Linked DNA regions of Oryctolagus cuniculus: region 1 is linked to region 2. The links are chromatin contacts, called in public Micro-C maps. All regions are on one chromosome and are shown on one strand. The core of a region is the stretch at or near the end of the contact, and the rest is flanking DNA. Distances in the headings are between cores, read along the strand shown. Region 1 holds the start of RIC1 (RIC1 homolog, RAB6A GEF complex partner 1). Region 2 holds the start of PLGRKT (plasminogen receptor with a C-terminal lysine).

Evidence for each region. Hi-C and Micro-C count contacts between places; a contact is called where the count stands out from the background.
Region 1: a contact with region 2 is called in a Micro-C map of ear pinna, with 3 times the contacts expected there. The contact joins the promoter of RIC1 here to the promoter of PLGRKT in region 2. A contact is called at or near these places in 2 of 6 Hi-C or Micro-C datasets (ear pinna and an unstated tissue).

Annotation. Positions count from the first base shown.
Region 1 is chr1:168,284,587-168,289,436 of mOryCun1.1, reverse strand. It overlaps RIC1 (RIC1 homolog, RAB6A GEF complex partner 1), which reads right to left and starts at 1,614. Exons shown (of 26, transcript XM_070051800.1): 1 at 1,113-1,614. The coding sequence starts at 1,256.
Region 2 is chr1:168,089,564-168,094,092 of mOryCun1.1, reverse strand. It overlaps PLGRKT (plasminogen receptor with a C-terminal lysine), which reads left to right and starts at 1,939. Exons shown (of 6, transcript XM_070051771.1): 1 at 1,939-2,135; 2 at 3,698-4,037. All of the region lies in intron 1 of CD274 (CD274 molecule), which reads right to left.

The sequences.
Region 1 (4,850 bases), core at 365-2,864, 200 kb before region 2:
AGTCCAACTATGATAATCAGAGAAATACCTAAATCCTAGCACCAGTTTTACCAAGGTTCTGTATGAGGACAGTCAAGGGCATCAGAGGCACTCCAGGAGTAGCATATAGAGATTGAGGAGTTCTAATGCATCTGATTTTTGCTCATGGATGTAACAAGGAAAAGCTCATACCTATCTCCATATGATCAAATTAACTTTGAAAAGAGAAGAGCTTCACTCTGAGATCAACTAGTACTGTCTTTGGAGAGGGATAAAAAAGTATTTTAAGCTATAATTCTGTAGTTTTCATACACAGACCTATAGCAGCATTTGCATAGAGCAGCAGGTATCCAATCCTCCGCCTACTTTTCAAATCATTTCTCATATACTCGGTCATGAAATACAAAGCAAAACCAGAACTCATTTCCACACGCTTCCCAACTCTTATTATTTCCAGGTGTTTTAACAGGGAGCCGCGCGGACTGGAGTTCTACTTCCGCTCCTCCTCACCCCACTACGGCTCTCTCCAGAGTCCGAAAGCAGAAAAGGACCAGCCTGAAAGAGGGGAAGGGACGCTGGGGGGCAGGCAGGGAGTTCAAGAACCAGATCTTCAGTATAAATAAAGAATTCTGGCTGTTAAGTTTCCAGAAAGAAGTGATCACAGGCCTGGGAAGTCTGGCACGCGGTAAAGCCCAACAGGCTTCCCCCCAACTCCTAAACAACGACCTTTAGTAAGGGAGGGTTAGGACACCGCAGCGGCGAGACTTCCAATTGTGGAAAGTTTTAAACAAATTTGCTCCTCGGGGAATGTGGATGGGGGGGGGTGGTGGCGGGGGAAGCACGTCTGGGTTCAATCGAGGGAGCGCGCGGGGTCTGCACGGTGCGCGGCTGTCGGTCCAACGCGGGGAGGCGCAGGGATTTTCGGCAACAGCGACTTCACCCATCCCGAGCCCTGGCAGGAGAACGTGCGCGGAGCCGGGCGGGTACATGCAACCACATCTGTGGAATGAGGACGCGGACGAGGAGGGCGAGTGGGGCCGGCGCTTAAGGGCAGGGGGCAGGGGGCTCTGGGTGGAAGTTGAGGGCTGGACGCCGGGCAAGGAGCACGAGAGACGGAGGGCGGCTCTACTTACTCGGCTGTACCAGATGCTGAGGCGGGCCGGGGCCAGCACCGCGAAGAAAGCCCTCTGCGGGTCGGACTGAACGTGGAAAGGCGCCTCGGCCGGGCTCCCCAGAGGGCAAAGCAGCCTCTTGGGCCAGCCGCTCAGGAAATACATGATCCGCGCAGAGCCACCGACGCCGGGGCGCCTAGCGGCCCCCGGCCCCGTCTGTCACACTCAGCGGCCCCGGGCTGGTCGCCTGCCTCCCACACCGCCACCGGCCGAGTCGGCGGCGGCGGCCGCGGCAGCTCGGGGCATTTGCCCGCTGGCCTGGCCGGGCCGGGCAGACGAGACGCTACGCGACGAAAGCACCCCCGAGCTGACGGGGCCGAGTGTGGGGGAGGGAAGGGGAGGGAGAGTCCGGACAGAGAGAGGGCGGGAGGAGCGCGGAGGCCCGCCCCGGCCCCGCCCCTTCCTCGGGCAGCGCAGGCGTCACCACGCCGCGCCGCGTGGGTCGAGCCGGGCAGGCCTGAGGCGCGCGCGCGCGCCCTGGAGACTTCACCCTTCCCCCTCGCTGTTTTCTGAAGCTCCGCCCTAATCTTCCCGACGGCTACCACGCTGCGTCAGTACGCATGCGCTGTAGCCCCGCTCCTTCCGCTCTGGCCCTCCCACCCGGGAGCTGGAGCTTGCCCTTAGGGGCTGGGGGCTGGCGGCTGGCGGCTGAGGCTGGGCCGAGTCGGGTGATCCGCGCTGCAGCTAGACGACTCGGCTCTAGGAACGTGCCCTTCGTCTGGCCTGGCCAAATTCGACTTCCCCTCCGGATTGGTGGAGCCTCTGATGGGGGCGGGCCCGGCCCCGGCGGGGGTGGTAGGTGGGGAGCGCTGGTCACGTGATGCTTCCTGCTGGTGTTCCCACTCAGCCACCGGCCGCGGCCTCGGCCCTGGGTTCTGGGGGCCTCTACTGAGGGGGGTCTTTACAGAGGGAGTGCCCTTTGTGTTCTCGGCCAGCAGAGAACGGGGTATTACAGCTCCTGCTCTTAAGGACCTTACATCCTAGAGGGGCATTTCTTCATAATCTGTAAATAAACCACCTACCGTGCAAGTGCTGTCCTGTCCTACGCCCTGCGGGGGTTCTCGGACTAGCACAATCTATATTTTGAATTCCGTTACCGTCATCTGTTTACCTGCGAACCTCAGTGGCAGGGCCGATGCGTCTCTTTACCCTCGGTAGAGTTAGGTGCTGCAGAAGACTTAATTTTCGAACTGGCATAGACTAGAGATAGCTGTAGTTTGGTATTTAACTTGTGGGCCCCAGAGAGCACAGTAACTAACTTTGCTTCGAAGTGATAAACTGAATAAGAGTTAGGCAGTGTTGAGGGCGAGAGGGTATGCAAAAGGAGGGTCTGGAATAGAAGAAAGACTTGCTTCTCATTGTCTTTTTTTGTACACTTAGAATCTTTCTGTATATTTGTATACTTCCATTAAAATATTTAAGAGAATTTCGGAAAAAAAAATTAACTCGTGTAAAAAGTAACAAAAACTGCAAGCAGTAAAAGAAACAAAGTAACTTAATCAGTATCAGATACAGCATTGCAGCTGGTATTCATAACAAAATATGTAACTTTCCATAATTGTTCCAAATATTTGCTACATTCCCCTAGGGTGATCAAAGAATTGCTTCACCACTCGCCAGCCTCTTGTGGTCAGACAGTGTCTCCTGGTTTACCCCTTCTCCGTCCCCCTCCCCCTCGCCCGCCTCATCCAGTACAACAGCCTGGAACGTAGTAAGCATAGCGAACTCTGAAAATATTTGTCAGATGAAACTGTGGATGAACTCTGATCCAGCTCAGCTATGGCATTAGAGAGGACTAGAGAGGTTTCTTGACTTAGCAGTGCAATATTGTAGAATAATAACAGTTGCATTATACTGTCATTTTGCTCAAATTCAGTTATGCACTTGGCAGAGAAAGAGAGGAAATGAAAAAGAGGCAGCAGTTTCTCTGGCAGTTTAACTTAGCATTGTCTGTCCCACAGCTGGGTCTTCCTTTTCTTAGCTACCTCTTAAAAAAAAAAAAAGATCAGCGCGGTGCGCGGTGGCAGCGGCCATTGGGGAGTGAACCAACGGCAAAGGAAGACCTTTCTCTCTGTGTCTCTCTCTCTCACTGTCCACTCTGCCTGTCAAAAAAAAAGTTGAAAAAATATATATACTATATACATATATATAGTATATATATATTATTTGAAAGGCAGAGTTACAGAGAGCCAGGGGCAGAAAGAGAAGTCGTCCATCCGGTGGTTCATTTCCCAAAGGGCAGCAGTGGCTGGAGCTGGGCTGATCCGAAGCCAGAAGCCTGGATCCAGGAGCTTCTTCCAGGTCTCCCATGTGGGTGCAGGGGCCCAAGGACTTGAGCCATCTTTCACTGCTTTCCCAGGCCAGAATAGAGAGCTGGATAGGAGGTAGAGCAGCAGGGACTCATATAGGATGCTGGCACTGTAGGCGCAGCTTTAACCCCTACGCCACAGCTTTAACCCCTCTTAGCTACCTCTTAGGCATGACTTTCTTAGTGCATTCTTGGACAATTTCAGGAACTTCTAAGTAATTTGTATTGAACTGAACTCTAACCTGCTGCCTGTGGAATCCATTTACCCCGCCACACTACTTTGTACCATTTAAAATTTACAAACTAATTTCAAATGCATAGTTGATTTAGTTCTACAGCAAACCCTCAAGGTAGATAACACTGATATAGTGTTGTTATTCTAGCTTTCTAACTGAGGAGATAGGATCAGAGAGAGGGATGTGTTGACAATCACATGGGTGGGAAAGAACTGGTCTTCTACAGATCTAATGATTGTAGACTGGACTGAACTGAATTATGGTAATTGCTCTGGATATTGAGAAGGGAAAAAATAAAAAATGAAATATCTGACTTTCCAAAACCCTTACTTAAAGAGTACCCTCCAGGGACTGGCACTGTGACCCAGTAAGTTAAGCCTCTGCCTTTGTCTCTGGTTCGAGTCCCAGCAGCTCCACTTCCAATCCAACTCTCTGCTTATGGCCTGGGAAGGCAGCAGAAGATGGCCCAAGTGTTTGGGCCCCAATATCCACATGAGAGACCTAGAAGAGGCTCTTGGCTTCTGCCTTCAGATTGTCCCAGCTCCGGCTGTTGCAGCCATCTAGGGAATGAACCAGTGATGGAAGACCATTCTCTCTGTCTCTCCCCCTCTCTGTCTGTAACTGCCTCTCATATAAATAAATAAATATTAAAAAAAAGAGTACCTCCATTGTGACAAACTTTCAGGATGGGATGGTGTTTTCTAACTTTCAAATACATATTTTAAATTTTATTTTATAAAATAAACTAACATTTCCTGTGCCTGAGGTCTGCCTTCTTCCTCTAACCACCACCACCACCACTGTGTCATCAAAATCCAGGACTCTATTCTGAACTAAGACTAAGCTGCCAAATAAAAGTTAACTGGTGTATATTTTCATCCACCAAACTAACATATTTTACTGTAAGAATGCTGATAAGGGGTTCATGGAAGAAGGTACATTCAAACACTCTGTTGGAGTACAATTTGGTGCATTTTTTTCTAAAAGATAGTTAGCATTACATATAAACAAGAGATCTTAGAAATATGCATACCTCTGGACAAACTATCTCTTTGCTATGATTATTTTTTAAGGAAATCAACACTGATTCGTGCAGTTTTAGTTTTAAGAATGTATTCCACAAAGGTGTCACAGAGAGGAAATAATCTAAATGTC
Region 2 (4,529 bases), core at 690-3,189:
ACTGAAGTTATCCAATGATCATTATTAATGCTTATGGGAATATTAGGAGGTTCTCAGTGAATCTCTGTGTGTCATGCCTAGTTTGCTTTGCTTTAAGTGTGTATGTGCAACACAATTCCTCTTTGGTAATTGGAACCAATCACTGCAACCCCATCATTGTGTGGAACTAAAATGACTAGAGGACAGTACAGTTTCTAATTCAATAGAACCATGGCTGGATCCTCTAGTCCAAGCATTTTTGCCTCATGAGCCAGGATTCCAGAAATGATGAATCCAGTATTGTAGAAATGGTATACTGAAATACTGAATATTTTCTGTTTTTCACACTAGGCACGGTGCCTTGGAGGCGACCTCTACAGACTGTATTCACCTGGATTCCTTGTCTTCTGACTTCCTGGCAGATCCAGTCAGTGGAAGACCCCTGTAGTATATCAGAGTATATGAGGGTGGAGAACAAAGAGCTGGTCTTTCTTCTCCTCTGGTCCCAGCTTTGAGCTGAGGTGTAACAGTATTACAATTATAGATTCTCACCCTGCCCAGCCAAGTGCTGGCATTGATATCTTTCCTGTTCTGAACGACATGGCTCTTATGGGGGACCGTCTCCCACAGCCATAGCCACAGCTCTCACCCAGTTTTTTTTTTTTTTTGACAGGCAGAGTGGACAGTGAGAGAGAGAGAGAGACAGAGAGAAAGGTCTTCCTTTTTCTGTTGGTTCACCCTCCAATGGCTGCCACAGCCAGCGTGTTGAGGCCAGTGCACCACGCTGATCCGAAGCCAGGAGCCAGGTGCTTCTCCTGGTCTCCCATGGGGTGCAGGGCCCAAGTACTTGGGCCATCTTCCACTGCACTCCTGGGCCACAGCAGAGAGCTGGACTGGAAGAGGGGCAACCGGGACAGAATCCGGTGCCCCGACTGGGACTAGAACCCGGTGTGCTGGTGCCGCAGTCAGAGGATTAGCCTAGAGAGCCGCAGCGCCGTCCTCTCACCCAGTTTTAATAACTGCTCCCTCCCCCTTGTCCTGCTGGCCTAGAGCTAGTAACAGCGCTCTGTTTATTCAATACTGTGTACCAGACACTGTGCTGTGTGTTTAAATATCTTACTTAGTTCTCACAATCCAATTCATTAGATGGCTTTAGTTCTGTTACAGGCATGATAAAGTCACAGAGTGACAGTGTCAGAGCTGGAAATTGAATCCAACGTGTTCACATGAGGCTCTGTGCACTCAAATGCTATCCTTTACTTCTCCTATCAGTTATTAACCTTCCTTAAAGAGTAAAAGGTCCTCATAGCTTTGCTCCTGGGAACCACCCCCACCTACACACCCACTCCAACAACTGGAAACCAGGATGCGGCTGCAATTTCTGCATTCAGTCATTCAACAATGAAGGCCTGGAATGTGGGGACCCAACCCCCAGAATACTGCGGGCTGGTGCTGGGACAGCATCAAGACAAGCCTGGCAGGTAGGGGGCTGTTCTCCCACGCTGAGCCTGGAAGGGACCAGACACCTTCTTCACTGAGATGGTGGTCAGCCAGGGCTAAGGCAGGGGCTTTCCTCAAGGCCAGAGGCCGTGAAGTCCATGCTCTTCTCCCAGACCATTTGTTAGTCAAGGCAGCGCTAATAGCTCCTTAAGCCTCTCTCGCTGAGGCTGGGGCAGAGATAAAGTTGCTGATGGCCGTGAGAGAAGACATGGACAGCCTAAGAGCAGCGCAGGAGAAAGGTGTCACTGTTTAACAGAGAATGAGTAACTACGGTCGTGTCCTCTCTTTGCCTTCCTGTCTTAACCTTCTGTCACTTTAACGTGATTTTACAGACGGAGAGACTGAAGCCTTTACTTGACACTTCCATTTGGCTTCCTCTGCAGCCCCTCAAAATCTGACAGCTGAGTCCCTGTGGTTTTGAAATTGCCTCTTTGACCCGCCTCTCCTACGTCACGTCCTGGCCTGGAAGGACATATCAGACCTCTGTCGAGCATGCGGGCCCTTTAAGGAAGCCAAGCACACGCTGATTGACAGTTATTCACTGTCTTGATCAGCCAATCCCGAGACTCTGCGGCGCAAGGCCTGGTCCTCACAGGAGCCCGGGGAAGAGGCCTCTGCTGTGATCACCTTGTCCCTGTGCTTCTGTCCGCTGCCCAGTGAGTGAGCGCCGGCCGCAGGAGGGAGGAGAGGGAGGGTCCGCGTGGGCACTTCAGCCTGCGGGAGCTCCCGGGCCGGGCTTTCGAGACCGCGCTGGGCGCCCGCTCACGAGCGCCCGCCCTGGACTCTGCAACAGCCCCTAGTGCTAATAGGAGTTGTCACCGTCCTTTCGGAAGACCCTCGGGTCACGTGAACCCACGATCTCTGGATTGTTGTCATCGGGTTGGGGAAAGTGGGTAGAAGAGTAACAAGGCAACTCAGCATACCAAGGCATGGAATGTCCGAATGACTGCCACTGAGTCCAGAGATCGAGGGTGGAGTTAGTTACAGAAAATCTTCCGGAAGCTGTGGTCTTTGCACTGGAATTTGCATGGGGGAAGTGGCCTTACTGAAACGATTGTATGTGACCTGTCATAAATTAAGGCGCTGTGTCATCTGATCAGGAAATAAGTCAGCACATTAGTCTGGATGGCAAAAGCCATAGTAATTATTATATTTTAAGTACTGTAAAATCAAAGACCAGAGAAAGGCTGTCTGAATTTGCAGCCCCAACTCCAAGTACCCGGAAATATGAGGGTACTTCAAAAACTTTCATGAGAAAATGGAATTAAGAGATAACTATTTCGGTGCAAGAAAAGGTGAAACCCATGTGTAGTTTTTTCCTAGCACATATTTTCCATGAACTTTGTAAAGATCCTCCTACACATGGATTTCACCCTTTTTTTGCACCAAGAGAAACCTACGTTTTAATTTCATTTTCCCATGAAATTTGTGAAATGCCCCTGGTACACCTTTCCATAGTAATCTATAGCACAGACAAGGCAAAGATGCTACATCCAGGAGACCTTTCAAGATCTCAGGAGTAATCAAAGGCAACATGGAGGCAAGAAGGACCCAAGTCAGCATTTTCAGCTCCCTGAGGCACACTGGGTCTAGGTTAATTAACAGCAAGAAGTCTGTTACCTGAGATAAAGTATGCAAAAAAAGTTTTTAAAAGATTTTACTTATTTATTTGAAAATCAGAGTTAGAGAGAGAAAGGGAGAGATCTTCCATCTGGTGGTTAATCCCCTAAATGGCTGCAACAGCTAGTGCTGGGCCAGGCTGAAGCCAGGAACCAGGAGCTTCATCAGTGTCTCCCACATAGTTGGCAGGGGTGCAAACATTTGGGCCATCCTCCACCACTTTCCCAGGAGCATGAGCAGGGAGCTGGTTTGGTTCGGAAATGGAGCAGCCAGGGCCTGAACAAGCATCCAGGTGGAATGCTGGCTTCATGGCGACAGCTTTACCTGCTAAGCCACAATGCTGGCCCTAAGTGTTCAAACTTTTTAAAGTTTTATTTTATACAAATGAGCAAAATTATCCCTGTTGTAAGATTGCTGATGCTAATTTTCTGATACATATTTTGTGCCCAGGAGAGAGAAAGTTGAGAGTATTTTGGACACTTTAAGGAATACTCCCAGACTTTGGAAAATGGCTTTGTTGGGTGTGAGAGAAGGAGACAAAGGTGAGCATACTCAACTCCAGGGCAAAGTTTACAAGGTGTGGTGCTCTCATTTTCAGGTGTGGTCTTCCACAGGGAAACTTTTCTTCCTGCTAACCCTTCCACCTGCAGTGGCTCCCCACATATCCAGACTCCAAGTACAGACTGAAGGCAGCAAGGCCTGAAAGAAGGTGAGTCCGAATCCTAACTTTTCAGACAGTTCCTCTTCCCCAGATGATTGACATGAGGACTGCTGCTCCACTTGAGGGCAGATCTTCAAACAAAAAGTACCCTAATGGGCACAGCTCTGTGACATACAGCGGGTCTGCATGGTGGAAAAAACCTCAAGGACACTTTTCTGTATAACTGTTTGCAGCCGATGTGAACATTCAGTCGCCAACTCCTGTGTGCAGAAGAGAAGTAAGTAGTGGCAGGTGGCCTGAGCCAGTTTTTTGGTATTACTCATGCTTCGTGCAAACGTTTATGGGAACTTGACACCGCGGAGACTCTAAAGTAGAAGAGATTGCTCCTGTCTTGAGGCATGTTGATATGTTGTTGGAGATGACTTACTTGGGGCCGTCCATGCTTGGAGGAACAGCAGAGCTGCTAGATGCCCCCACCCCCACCCGCTCAGTGAGAGACCTGGAACTGTGGGCACAGGGCATTGGAGTGGGACAATGGTGACGGGGACAAGAAACCTCATGACTTCCCAGGCCTGTTCAGGGCTGTACCACTTCACCCCAGTAAGTGGTCTTGTTTCCTGTGCCCAGTTTTGAAGCCAACTCTGGCTCAGAGGCCCATGTAACTCCAGGGTGTGTGTTTGTCTGAAATACAGGGAAGCCACTGTATGAGCTTACAATCAGAAAGTTTGTGGAAAATGGAATTAAAAGATAAGTTTATTTTGGTATCAAA